Linked DNA regions of Mus musculus: region 1 is linked to region 2. A link is a contact called in public promoter capture Hi-C data. All regions are on one chromosome and are shown on one strand. The core of a region is the stretch at or near the end of the contact, and the rest is flanking DNA. Distances in the headings are between cores, read along the strand shown.

What was found. Promoter capture Hi-C pulls out the DNA fragments that hold promoters and counts their contacts.
Region 1: a promoter capture Hi-C map of the HPC-7 cell line shows a contact between it and region 2. The contact joins the promoter of Olfr220 here to the promoter of Olfr432 in region 2. A contact is called at or near these places in 8 of 39 promoter capture datasets (the C10 cell line, the HPC-7 cell line, cranial neural crest and 5 more) and 1 of 9 other capture datasets (liver).

The regions. Positions count from the first base shown.
Region 1 is chr1:174,444,231-174,450,235 of GRCm38.p6, reverse strand. Olfr220 (olfactory receptor 220) reads right to left here and starts at 1,611. Exons shown (of 1, transcript NM_207694.1): 1 at 634-1,611. The coding sequence starts at 1,611. The coding sequence ends at 634.
Region 2 is chr1:174,046,858-174,052,796 of GRCm38.p6, reverse strand. It overlaps Olfr432 (olfactory receptor 432), which reads right to left and starts at 2,422. Exons shown (of 1, transcript NM_146716.2): 1 at 1,484-2,422. The coding sequence starts at 2,422. The coding sequence ends at 1,484. It also overlaps the pseudogene Olfr431-ps1.

The DNA of each region.
Region 1 (6,005 bases), core at 362-2,861, 400 kb before region 2:
CTATCCAATCATTGACCTCCAGATTCAGTGACAGGCAGTGTCTCAGAAATATGAAAAAGAAAAAAGAAAAAAGAAAAAACAAAAAACAAAAAGCAAAAAACAAGGGTAGTGGAAGGTAGTTGATGTTGCCTTCTGGACCCCACAAATGAATGCACTTATTCACACGCCACCCAATATTTGGACAGGTGATCATAGCATCTTCATGTACAAATTTATTTAAAAGGATTTTGAATGAAGTTGTAATATACGCTGTAAATATGTTTTGCTTTGTTTCGTTGAATTTTATGTATAATTTTTAAAAAGTCTTAGCAGTACTGTGTGGCTGATGAATAAATACAGTCCAACTTAGGAAATGCACAGTGGCCATCGACCTAAGTATACCAGAACAAAAATTTTAATTTTAATTTAACTTTATTTTTATTTTATGCATATGGGTGGTTTGTGTATGTCTGTGCACCATGTGCTTCATGTTGCCAGTGGAGGCTAGAAAAGGGCATTAGATCTCTTGAAACTGGACTAACAGAGGGTTGTGAACTCCCATGTGAGTGCTGGGAATTGAACTGAGGTTCTCTAGAAGCGTATCTAGTGCTCTTAACTGCTGAGCTATCGCTCCAGTGTGATTCTGTAAATTTTTTAACTACTAAAATCCCCATCTCCCCCAGAACCACTTCTATTGCAAAGTATAGTCTTTTTTAGGGCCATTTTTACATCACGATTTCTCAAACAGTATATGATGGGGTTGAGAAGGGGAACAACAACAGTGTAGAGAACTGACACCACTTTGTTTGAATTGTAGGCATACATGAGCTTAGGACGGGCATAAGTAAAAAGTGTTGTGGAGTAAAAAAGAGTTACAACTGTCAGATGAGAGGCACAGGTGGAGAAGGCCTTTTGACGACCCTGAGCTGACGGGATCTTGAGAATGGTGACAAGGATGATGGCATAAGATGTCACAACCACACAAAGAGGGACAGCAATGACCATGAGGGCCAAGAAGAAGTCTACTAGCTCTGCCTGAGAGGAGTCCTCGCAGGAGACATTGAGGAGTGGAGAGATATCACAGAAGTAGTGATTGATGTGTGGTGTGCCACAGTAGCGCAGTCGAGCTATGAAAACCATCTTGATCATGGCAGTCATGAGCCCACAGAACCAGCATCCCCCAGCCATTACTCCACAGAGCTGGTTGGTCATAATAACAGGGTAGCGTAGTGGATTGCAAATGGCTACATAGCGATCAAAGGCCATGACAGCAAGGAGTATGTACTCAGTGCAGACAAAGGTCACAAAGAAGTAAAGTTGTGTCATGCAGCCATTGAATGAGATGCTCTTGTCCTTGCTGAGGAAGTCTACCAGCATCTTGGGACTGATGACAGTGACATACCACATCTCTAGGAAAGAGAGGTGGCTTAGAAAGAAGTACATGGGCTTGTGCAGTTGCCCATCACTGCGTATGGCCAGGATGATGAGAAGGTTCTCTGCCAGTGTCAGCAGATAGGTTACCAGGAAGACAGAGAAGAGCAGAAACTGGAAGGCTGGTCGTGATGGAAATCCAAGAAGAACAAAATGTGTTGTCTCAGTCCAATTGTCTACTTGCAGACCCTTGATAACCATGGCTGGCTGTGTGCATAGGCAACGTCAGTTCCTTCTGTGTCCCAAGAACTACCCTGAGATTGATTAAACTGACAACCTGCCTCTAGCAATTAATCCTAATGAGAGCCTTCCTGCTTTTATGTATTTGTGTCTACTTGAATTATGAACTGAAACTCTTGAGCATCAATTAGGTATAGGGAGTCTGTATTTTGAGTTTTAAAATATTAGCTTATGAGGTGTGATTTGTCCAGGTCATAGAGCAGTACAATTAGACCTCTGGAGTCCAAGCACTGTGCTTTTTCAGCATATCACTGCTGGGCATAAGGCAGGCCCTTTGCATCTTTATATCACCCTTTCACTATGGTCAAAGCATCCCTTGTATCCCAGTGTAAGAGAAGTAGGAGATTCAGTTTCTCACTAGGTGTAATTTGTATGATGAGGAGGTTAGTTTCAGTCTCCTACTTATCTGCAAAATAGAGACAGATTTGTTTAACCTAAAGTATTACAAAGCAACAGTTGTACACACCTACAGGTTCATATCAAATAAAAGTGCTATATGAACACTTACAACCTTCTCAGAGGATAAAGTTGGATGAATAATTTGATGGACATTTCTTTCAATCCAATCCACTGTATAGCCATCTCGATGGACAATATGACAAATATAGGTTTAAACCCCACCCTTGTTGTTGTCTAGCTAAGAGAACATAGCATATAAGCTTTCAAAAATATTTGTTATTTTATTTTTAGGTAAGCATCATAGGATGCCATCTGCATTTTGTAAACATCAAATGGGATTTAGCATTTAAGTTCCTATAGGTATCTACTGCTATTTTTTCTTTTTTTTTTTTTAAATAATACTTTCTTTTTTTAATATTTATTTATTTATTATATGTAAATACACTGTAGCTGTCTTAGACACTCCAGAAGAGGCATCCGATTTCGTTACAGATGGTTGTGAGCCACCATGTGGTTGCTGGGATTTGAACTCAGGACCTTTGGAAGAGCAGTCGGTGCTCTTAACCCCTGAGCCATCTCACCAGCCCTGCTATTTTTTCAAAGCTACTGTTCTTAGGCCCAAATCAACACACATTTTCTTCTCTATAATTTGCCCCTCCCCATCTTACCAATAAGAAAACTGAAAAATGAAATGGTGAAAATGTCAGCTATTTGTTAATGGAAAAGGAGGAAGAAATTGACAGTTTTCTGAATGTTAAAGAACTCATTGATTTGGGAATGATAGTACAAAAATCTTTTCTGTTAGTAGGACTTCTTTTCTGGTACTTAAGCCAAGCATGGCCCCTCTCAAGGATGGGCTGAGACTTCCTCCAGAACTTCTCAGAACAGAAGCAGTCCCTGGTTTCCAGCACTTTTACAATTTGTCCTTTTTTTTTTCCTCCAGTCATTCCTGTTCCTTATTTCTCAACATCAATGTTTTTAGGGCATAAATATATAGAACAAATCAGAGAGGGCCATTTCCTGAAGCAATGGTCAAACAGAGAGGGGAGGGGGAAGAAAGAGAGAGGAGAGAGGAGAGAGGAGAGAGGAGAGAGGAGAGAGGAGAGAGGAGAGAGAGAGAGAGAGAGAGAGAGAGAGAGAGAGAGAGAGAGAGAGAGAGAGAGAGAGAAACTGCTGAGCAAATTTAACATTTGTTTTATGCTGGAATGCAATTTTCTTTAATTATTTTTGCATTTAATCATTTGTGGGTGTGCATGCATTCATGTGTGTGTGTGTGTTGAAGTCACAGGAAAATCTACATGAGTTTGTTCTGTCTTTTATTATGTGGATTCTGCAGATAGAACTCCAGTCATCAGAGATGAGGTGGCAAGAATCCTGCTGGCCCATCTCATTGATCCAGGATATAGTTTCATATGCGCATACATCTCCATGCATACATAAAAGCAAAAATGAGACATTGATGACCACAGTCTAATCTTCACTAGTAGAACTGTGGTGTCAGTAGGGATTACAAATGTGAGATTTAGGAGTCCTCAGATTTTTCTTCATCATCTTTTTTTCTTTTAATCTCTGAATTCAATTTCTATTTGTCTTTCTTTCTCTACATCTCCATTTAAATCATTCCTTTTCGACTAACAAGGGTTTGCGTTGCTGTTTGGGGGATGATTTTTGGTCTATGCTAGTATGTTTCAACTTCCAGATCCAAGTGCTTAGGTCAGTTACTGCACACATTTTTACATTCTAGAAAATGACAGGCAAACCAATGAGGCAGCATGCACTAGCTGGTGCCTATATGTATATGAGGTTCCTGATACATATGTAGCCAAGGACTGCTGGATCTGGCCTCAGTGATAGAAGACACACCTAACCCTCAAGAGATGTGAAGCCCCATGGAGTGGGGAGGTCCGGTGAGGTGGAGGTGTGAGGGGTGGTGGGGACATCCTCTTGGAGACAGGGGAGGCGGAATGGGATGAGGAACAGTTGGAGGGCAGATCGGAGAAGGATAGCGACTAGAGTGGAAAAAAAGATTAACTAATAATAAAAATAAAAGGAGAAAAGAACGTGTGTTATTCTGCAAGCATTTCCCATTGCCTCTAAAGAATCATAACAGACAATATAGTTCTAAGCTGGCTCTAGGATATCATCCAACACACAAAGAACACAAAGGAAATGCTTTCATTGAAACCATGTCACCCTCATTCCTTCCTCTTTGATACCCAACAGCAATAAAGATGTCCAGACACGTGTTCAGAACCAGAGATAAATTAACATAAGACACATGGAAAAATAGACAGAAGAGAGTATCAGACAGTATATCAGAGTCTGTCTGAACCATTTCTTCCTTATACCGTGAGTCTTAGCTCTGAGATCTTTAGTCATTGAGTAAAATTAATAATTAGAAGTGCAATATCGTTGCATTGAAACTCTAACCTATCATAGTAAATAGAGGTATAAACTATGGAATTAAACTATAATATTGGAATATATATAATTGTTGTATTTTGATCAGCAAGAAAATGAATACATGAACTGAGAGAATGTTTTATCAAAGATACACACAATGTAAATATACTAAGGAGTTGAGGCTCCAAATCTCCAGGGCTGGCTTGTTTGAATCACATCCTACCAGTTTCTGAGACTAGAGAGAGAGAGAGAGAGAGAGAGAGAGAGAGAGAGAGAGAGAGAGAGAGAGAGAGAGACTGTGACTTTCTTACTGAGTCGCCTCGCCTCCAGAGGGTGTTCTGCAGCAACCAAGTCCTGGGGAGGTTGTGTCCAATGCATGAAAGCATCACCACTGCTGAGAGCTGCCTCACTCTGCGTATCTGAAAGCACACTGATGCCATTCCCAGAGAACTCTGCAGTCAGGGACTTAGCAGGAATATGTGTCATGCTCCCCAATTGATCTAGGGAATGTTCAATATTTATCTCATAATGACACTGCTAGTAGCTTACTAGCCTCAGTGACAGAATTGAGATTAAATAATCAATATACAATTGCTTTAGTATATGTATATGTGAGGATAAATGGTATTAAGTGGGACACATACAAACATATATGATGTGTGTGTGTATGAGAGAGACAGAGAGAGGGAGAGAGAGACAGACAGACAGACAGACAGACACGCACACACACACAGAGAGAGAGAGAGAGAGAGAGAGAGAGAAAGAGAGAGAGAGAGAGAGAGAGAGAGAGAGAGAGAGAGAGAGAGAGAGAGAGAGAGAGAGAGAGAGAGAGAGAGAGAACCTCAGGCTCCTGTCTTAGCCTCAGGAGTGCTGTCGCCTTGGGTGTTTATGACCATCTCATTGTCTATGTTTTGAGACTGAACCTTAAGTTCTATCTTTAGTTTTCATAGAGCTCTATATGAGAAAAAAATTTAAGAAGTAATTAAAGGCCTGAAATGAGAATCAAGAGCTAGAGGAAATTCCCAAATAATAATATCATAAAATCAATGGTATTTATCTTTAGGATTTTTTCTTTCTAACAGAGAAGACGATTTAAGATGATTTAAGATGTTAGCGTTTTCTCTAAAGTTAAATGGCTATATGTTGCCAGAGTAGCCATTTGTTAATGATTATGTACCAGTCCCTAGTAATCTTCAATCTTGGTTATCTTACATATTTAATTAAATTAAATTAATTATACAACACAATGTCAGTTCTATGGGAAAATCACCTTAACTGATTGTTTTATTTCAATAGAATTATAAAAATGCATTGCACAACTTTTTTTTGCTTTATGTCTATTGTATACCTATAAATGTATGTATGGGTGTATGTGTGTATGTGTGTGTGTGTGTGTGTGTGTGTGTGTGTGTGTGTGTGTAGGTGTGAGCACGCATGCACAGAGAGACACACATAGCTAAAGAAGTAAAAGGGGGATGTTAAATATTAGCTACATGAATTTGGGGACTGCATGGAACCAGATAGTTTAAAAGATTTAAAACTCTTCCAAATTT
Region 2 (5,939 bases), core at 1,173-3,672:
AACATTTTTCTATGTGTTTTTAATCTGCTGTGACATTTCTTCATCATCATGCTGAAATGAATTCAGAGAAAATTGCCTTTCCTTCATTCTCCTCTATCTTTAATTGATCTGTCCAAAACACTGAGTGTGTGTGCATCATAGTAAGTGCTAAATTTAGTGGTACACTTATTGGCATTTATTTTGATTCTGCAAAATGATTCACAAGCCATTTGAGTTTTTTATTTACCCTGAATGTGGGTAATGTCAAAAGAGATAATTAGGTGTCCCTCAACAAAGTCCTGATCTTGTCACCGACCCTCTTCATGGTCTCTTTCACCTCTTTGTTGCGAAGGGAATAGATGATAGGAATGGAGTTAGGAGGGCATACACTAAGGCAATAAGCTAGTCAGTGCCCTCAGGTCTGCTCTGAGATGAACCCACATACATAGTAAAAGCAGAAGCATAGAACAGTGCAACCACTGTCATATGGGAGGAGCATGTGGAGAAGGCTTTGGCTCGACTGGCAGCTGAAGGCAGCTTCAGGAGAGCTGTCAGAATACCCCCATAGAGTCCCAAGATGAGGACAAAATTGCATCCAGTGGCCACACCAATCACTGCCCCATGAACCCGAGCATGCCAGCTTGTGTCTACACATGCCAACCGCATTAGTGGTGCCAGGTCACAAAAGTAACAGGCTATCCCTTTCAAGCAACATGGCAGTGAGACATGCAGGCACCAGGTCACCTGTAAAGCTAGCCACTCAAGTGGTACCTGCTAGCCATAGCTGTACCTGTCTGCTCATGAGTGCAGGGAACTGAAGACATTCATCCTTTTGTCTTTACATCTTTGCATGGTTCAAAAAGTCAGTTCTTCCCACAGGACCTGTACCCACCATGTTTCCTGGTCGCCTCAATTCAGAGTGCAGACAGTGATTTTATAAATTGTTTATAATGCCAATTGACTAGGCTACTTTGTTTCTCATCCCACTCTCTTTCCTATTAGAGGAAACCTCCACTCCATCTTCCAACATTATTTATCAGAATATTGTCCAAATGTACTGAACTCCATGTACTTTTGTGTTCTGTTTTCATATCTCCCTGGTGTCCATCCCAACATTTGCGCAATGCTCTCTTCCAAAATCTTTAACTAATTTCAATATCTTCTTGGTCTTTCTTCAAAAATCCGGTCTGAAACATTAACACATAGCCAGACCAGATTCTAGAAATTAAACCAACTCACTTTCTAACTAAGTTCCATCTGCCTGAGAAAAGGTGAACGTCATTTTGTTTCTTCCCCTTCAAATCTGTGTCCTCACCCACTCCTACGTTGGTAGGTTCAGGGACTATATTTGTCTTACAACATTTTACAATGTGTCCTAATGAAAGATTTCATGAGTTGAAAATTTGACATATCATCGAAACAACTAGTTAATTGTCTATACAATAAGCAGGGAAATCTTTCAATTTTCATATGATGGAATACAATAAACCTAGCAGACTTCAAGTCATTTCAGCACAGCATTAATCCTCTGTGTGACCCTCTTAAAAGCCTCTTTTACTTCCTTATTGCGAAGAGTATAAATAATAGGGTTGAAGAAAGGGGTGAGCAAAGTATATACCAAGGCAATAAGCTTGTCTCTGCCTTCAGCTCGAATCTCTGGTGGGCCCACATAGACAATGAAGGCAGAGCCAAAGAACAGTGTCACTACGGTTATATGGGAGGAACAGGTGGAAAAGGCTTTTGCACGACTAGCAGCTGAAGGCAGCTTCAGCACAGCTCTCACAATACCTCCATAGAGTCCCAAGATGAAAGTAAGATTGCATGTATTGATCATGCCAATCACTGCAATATAAAGCCGAGCATGCCAGCTAGTGTCCACACATGCCAACTGCATCACTGGTGCCAGGTCACAAAAGTAATGGGCCACCTCTTTCAAACAATAAGGTAAAGAGGCAGTGAGACCTGCAGGCACCAGGGCAGCTGAAAAACCAGCCAACCATGTAACCCCAACTAACTGTTTCTGTACCTGTCTGCTCATGAGTGCATGGTAGTGCAGTGGACGACAGATAGCAAGGTAGCGGTCCAGAGCCATGACACCTAGCAGGTAGCACTCGGTCATGCCCAAGGAGTGGAAGACATACAGCTGGACAAAGCATGCAGACGAGGGGATGGGTGAAGGCCCATGGAGCAAGGTATGCAGCAAGGTGGGCACTGTGGTGCTGACATACCAGAGTTCCAGGAAGGAGAGGACACTGATAAAGAAGTACATGGGAGTGGACAGCCCTGAATCTGCCTGGATCAAGACAATGATGAACAAGTTCCCTGCCAGTGTGAGGAGATAGATGCACAGGGTTCCAAAAACTGCAAGATGTTGCAGGGTGCCAGAGGTAGTGAAACCAGCAAGGATGAAGGTCCGTGTCCAGGTATAGTTGACATGATCCATGATTCCTGGGAATGAAAGAAAAAGGCAGTAAATAATCACCTTTATGTTTTTCCTCTGGACAATGTTCCCCAGAGACCAAAGTATAGAACACACAAGTCAAAATCACATATTGTCTACTCAATCCATTCCATCTACAGGATGAAAGAGGATTTGACTACTAGTAGTCAGAAGTGGTTTGTTTAATATCTGTTGGTGACAGTGGCCACATAGAATTATTGTTTTAATTCACAGAACAACATTTGTAGACTATGGCAGCAGTCAGGCCTAAGATTTTCTCCTCTCTGCTTTGCCAAAAAAAAAAAAAAAAAAAAGAAAAAAAAAGAAAAAGAAAAAAGAAAAAAAAGAAAAAAAAGAAAAATCCCAACAAATAAAATGATAGGAAAATTCTGCTTCTTTCTCCTACCATTCCTAGTTAAGTGCTCCCATGATAATTCGAAATTATGATCCTTATTGTATACTGGATTCAACAACTAGGATATAGTAGGAAAAGGAGACTTATGTTCATTCATTAACATCTAAGTCTTATTGGGGGTTCTCCAGGTTTGTTTAGAACTCATCAAGGTTCTTATCAAAGGTGGAAAGAGAAAATGATGGACAAGAAACAAGGCTATCTTAGGAACATATCTCAAAGCTGAATACTTTTGGGAAACATGAATAATCCATTGGCTAAGAGGATGTGTTTTCTGGAAGTATTCTAGTGGGAGATACACTTCAGAATACTGCAGTGGGTAGGAGAAAGGGAGAAGTACAAAGCAAAGCCCCTATGAGATGTGTCAAGAGGTGCTAAAGTAGTACAAGCAATGCCTTATTTCAGGAGTCGTATTTCCTCATTTGTCTTCACCACCAACTCAACGTGAATCTTGATCCAAACCAACACTTCCTCTGTGGCTGAAGTCCTGTAACTGAAGAAGTTTAAGTTACAGGTTCCCGAAGTTTCTGACGTGGTAATAGCTTATGATTCTCTAGTTATTGATTGATTTGTACTAGGTTCCTCATGGACAGCCTTTATTAATATCTGCAGAATGTCATGCTCATACTCAAATGGAAATTATTCAGAAAAGGTCAATTATTCAGCTGCCTCCTGCTGCTTTTTTTTTTTTTTTTTTTGCTGTTCTTACCTCTTGTGTGCCACCTCCAACCATTACCTCATTCTTTTGGTTACAACAGAACTAGTCTCATTCTTCTTGGTATCACTTCTATCCCAAGACACTCCCTTATTTATAATTCCTGCTCCTGGAAACAAAGCTCTCCCACAAACTCCTTAATAAACGTTCCCTGAGGTTACTATGACTAACTCTCAGTATGGATCCCTCTGGGGCAAGAAGTGAGGCCCACAGAAATGAGTCAGATGAGATGTGTGTGTCTCGCCAATGACTTACCTCTGCATCTACACTTTGGAGTTCTGCAATCTAATCCAGGGATATTGCCTGTCTTGCAATGACCATATAACATGACATTAAGGAAACAATCTAGTACTCATATCTTCATTCACACATAAAGAATAACAACTTTAGGAAAGGGGAATTGCTTTGCCCCTTTAAAATTACACTTGCCTGGAGATTTGCCATCATTCTGCATCATTTGCCTTATGACTTAACAACCTAATCCACACGGTAGCTTTTTGTTTTCTGCTGAATGACCCTATTTCTTCCTTCATACCATCACCTCATACTGCAGTGGCCATAATGGGTTCTCTGGTCCAATGTTCTGCAGATATTAATAAAGGTTGGCTGTCCATAAGGAACCTAGTACAAATCAATCAATAACTAGAGAATCATAAGCTATCACCATGTCAGAAACTTCGGGAACCTGTAACTTAAACAAGCTATCACCATGTCGGATGGGTGCTGAGCTTCGGGAACCTGTAACTTAAACTTCTTCAGTTACAGAACTTCAGCCACAGAGGAAGTGTTGGTTTGGATCAAGATTCACGTTGAGTTGGTGGTGAAGACAAATGAGGAAATACGACTCCTGAAATAAGGCATTGCTTGTACTACTTTAGCACCTCTTGACACATCTCATAGGGGCTTTGCTTTGTACTTCTCTCTTCTTCCTAGCCACTGCAGTATTCTCTGGTAGTATTCCAGATTTTATTTTACTTTTAAAATTATTGATTTATCTGTATTGTATACCTGCGTACCTATTTATGTGTGCTCAAAGACCAGAGGAAGGCATCAGATCATCTGGAGCTAGAGTTACAGGCAGTATGAGCAGCCAGAGATGGGTGCTTAGAGTTCCATAAGGTCCTCTGTAAGAACAGCAAGTATACTTACCTGCAGCACAATATCTCTAGTTCTCTGCTAATGCTATTCTAAATGCAGTATTCTAAATCCCCATCAATAGGATTGCTACCAGTTCTCAATAAATGTCACCACCATTTTTCCCCTGGACATCTTAATGCAATAAGTTTGTTTCTTTTTTTCTTTTCTTTCTTTCTTTCTTTTTTTATTTTTTTACAAAATATTTGTACTCTAATTTTCTTTAAAACTCTTTATATCAGTATCTGAATTTTTTTTAAATCTCATCTGAGTACTATCTCAGATTTTCATTTGGATAGATTTACAGTCCAGATGAATAACAAGATAACTGGATTTACCCACTGAGTGTGAAGCATTAAACTTGTTCATTGATCCAAAGGTACTGTCTTCTTAATGTCAATGAAAAAGACAAGGGAAGATACAGTAGTTAAGTGAAAGTAATAATGTATTCTCTTTATAATAATAGACAGGTCACATTAAGTGGGAATAAAATACTCGATCCCTGACATTGAGCTTCCTGTGGAAAGTTTAGCACTGGACACCAAGATATAATATATACATTGGTTATAACTACTAATACAGCTTCAGGATGGGCAGGGACTATAGCGTACTTCCTATGAAATATTTGACCATTCACTTGGGTAAATAATTGCAACTGTCCTTCAATACAATGCTGTATCTTCTCCAGTCCCAAACAATTCAGTGGCCACTGTTCATCTAAACTCTTAAATTAACAATGGGGCAGTCTCAGAGTGGCAAGGTTAATCCTCTGAATTTATCTTACCTTCACATCACATTTGTCCTTCTCCATTCCTCTTTTGTCTGCCAACTCTAAGAGATGTCATCCAATTTCTACATTTAATGAGATCTCTCCATTAACTGAATAGACTATGCATACCATTACCTATGTCTCTCGGCTTATTAATAATCAGATATAAATACCTGAGCATAGAAATGGTACATGCTATCTAGCATCAAGTAGAAGAGCAATGTGTAACCATTGAGTTGTAATCTAGAGCAAATCCAGGTGGCTTTTAAAATATTCTATTTTTTGAAAGTAAGACTGTACATAATATGTACAAAAATTCACTGGGCCATTAGTAAACATTTAAAAAATGTCAAATGATTATAAGAAATAAGGAGTGAATAAGTGAATACTTTATAATATTAAGAACATTATAGAAGAGTAAAAAGAAAGATTATAAGAGCCAGAGAGTGTGGATGAGTACAACAAGCATATTTTTTCTGGACATAACAAG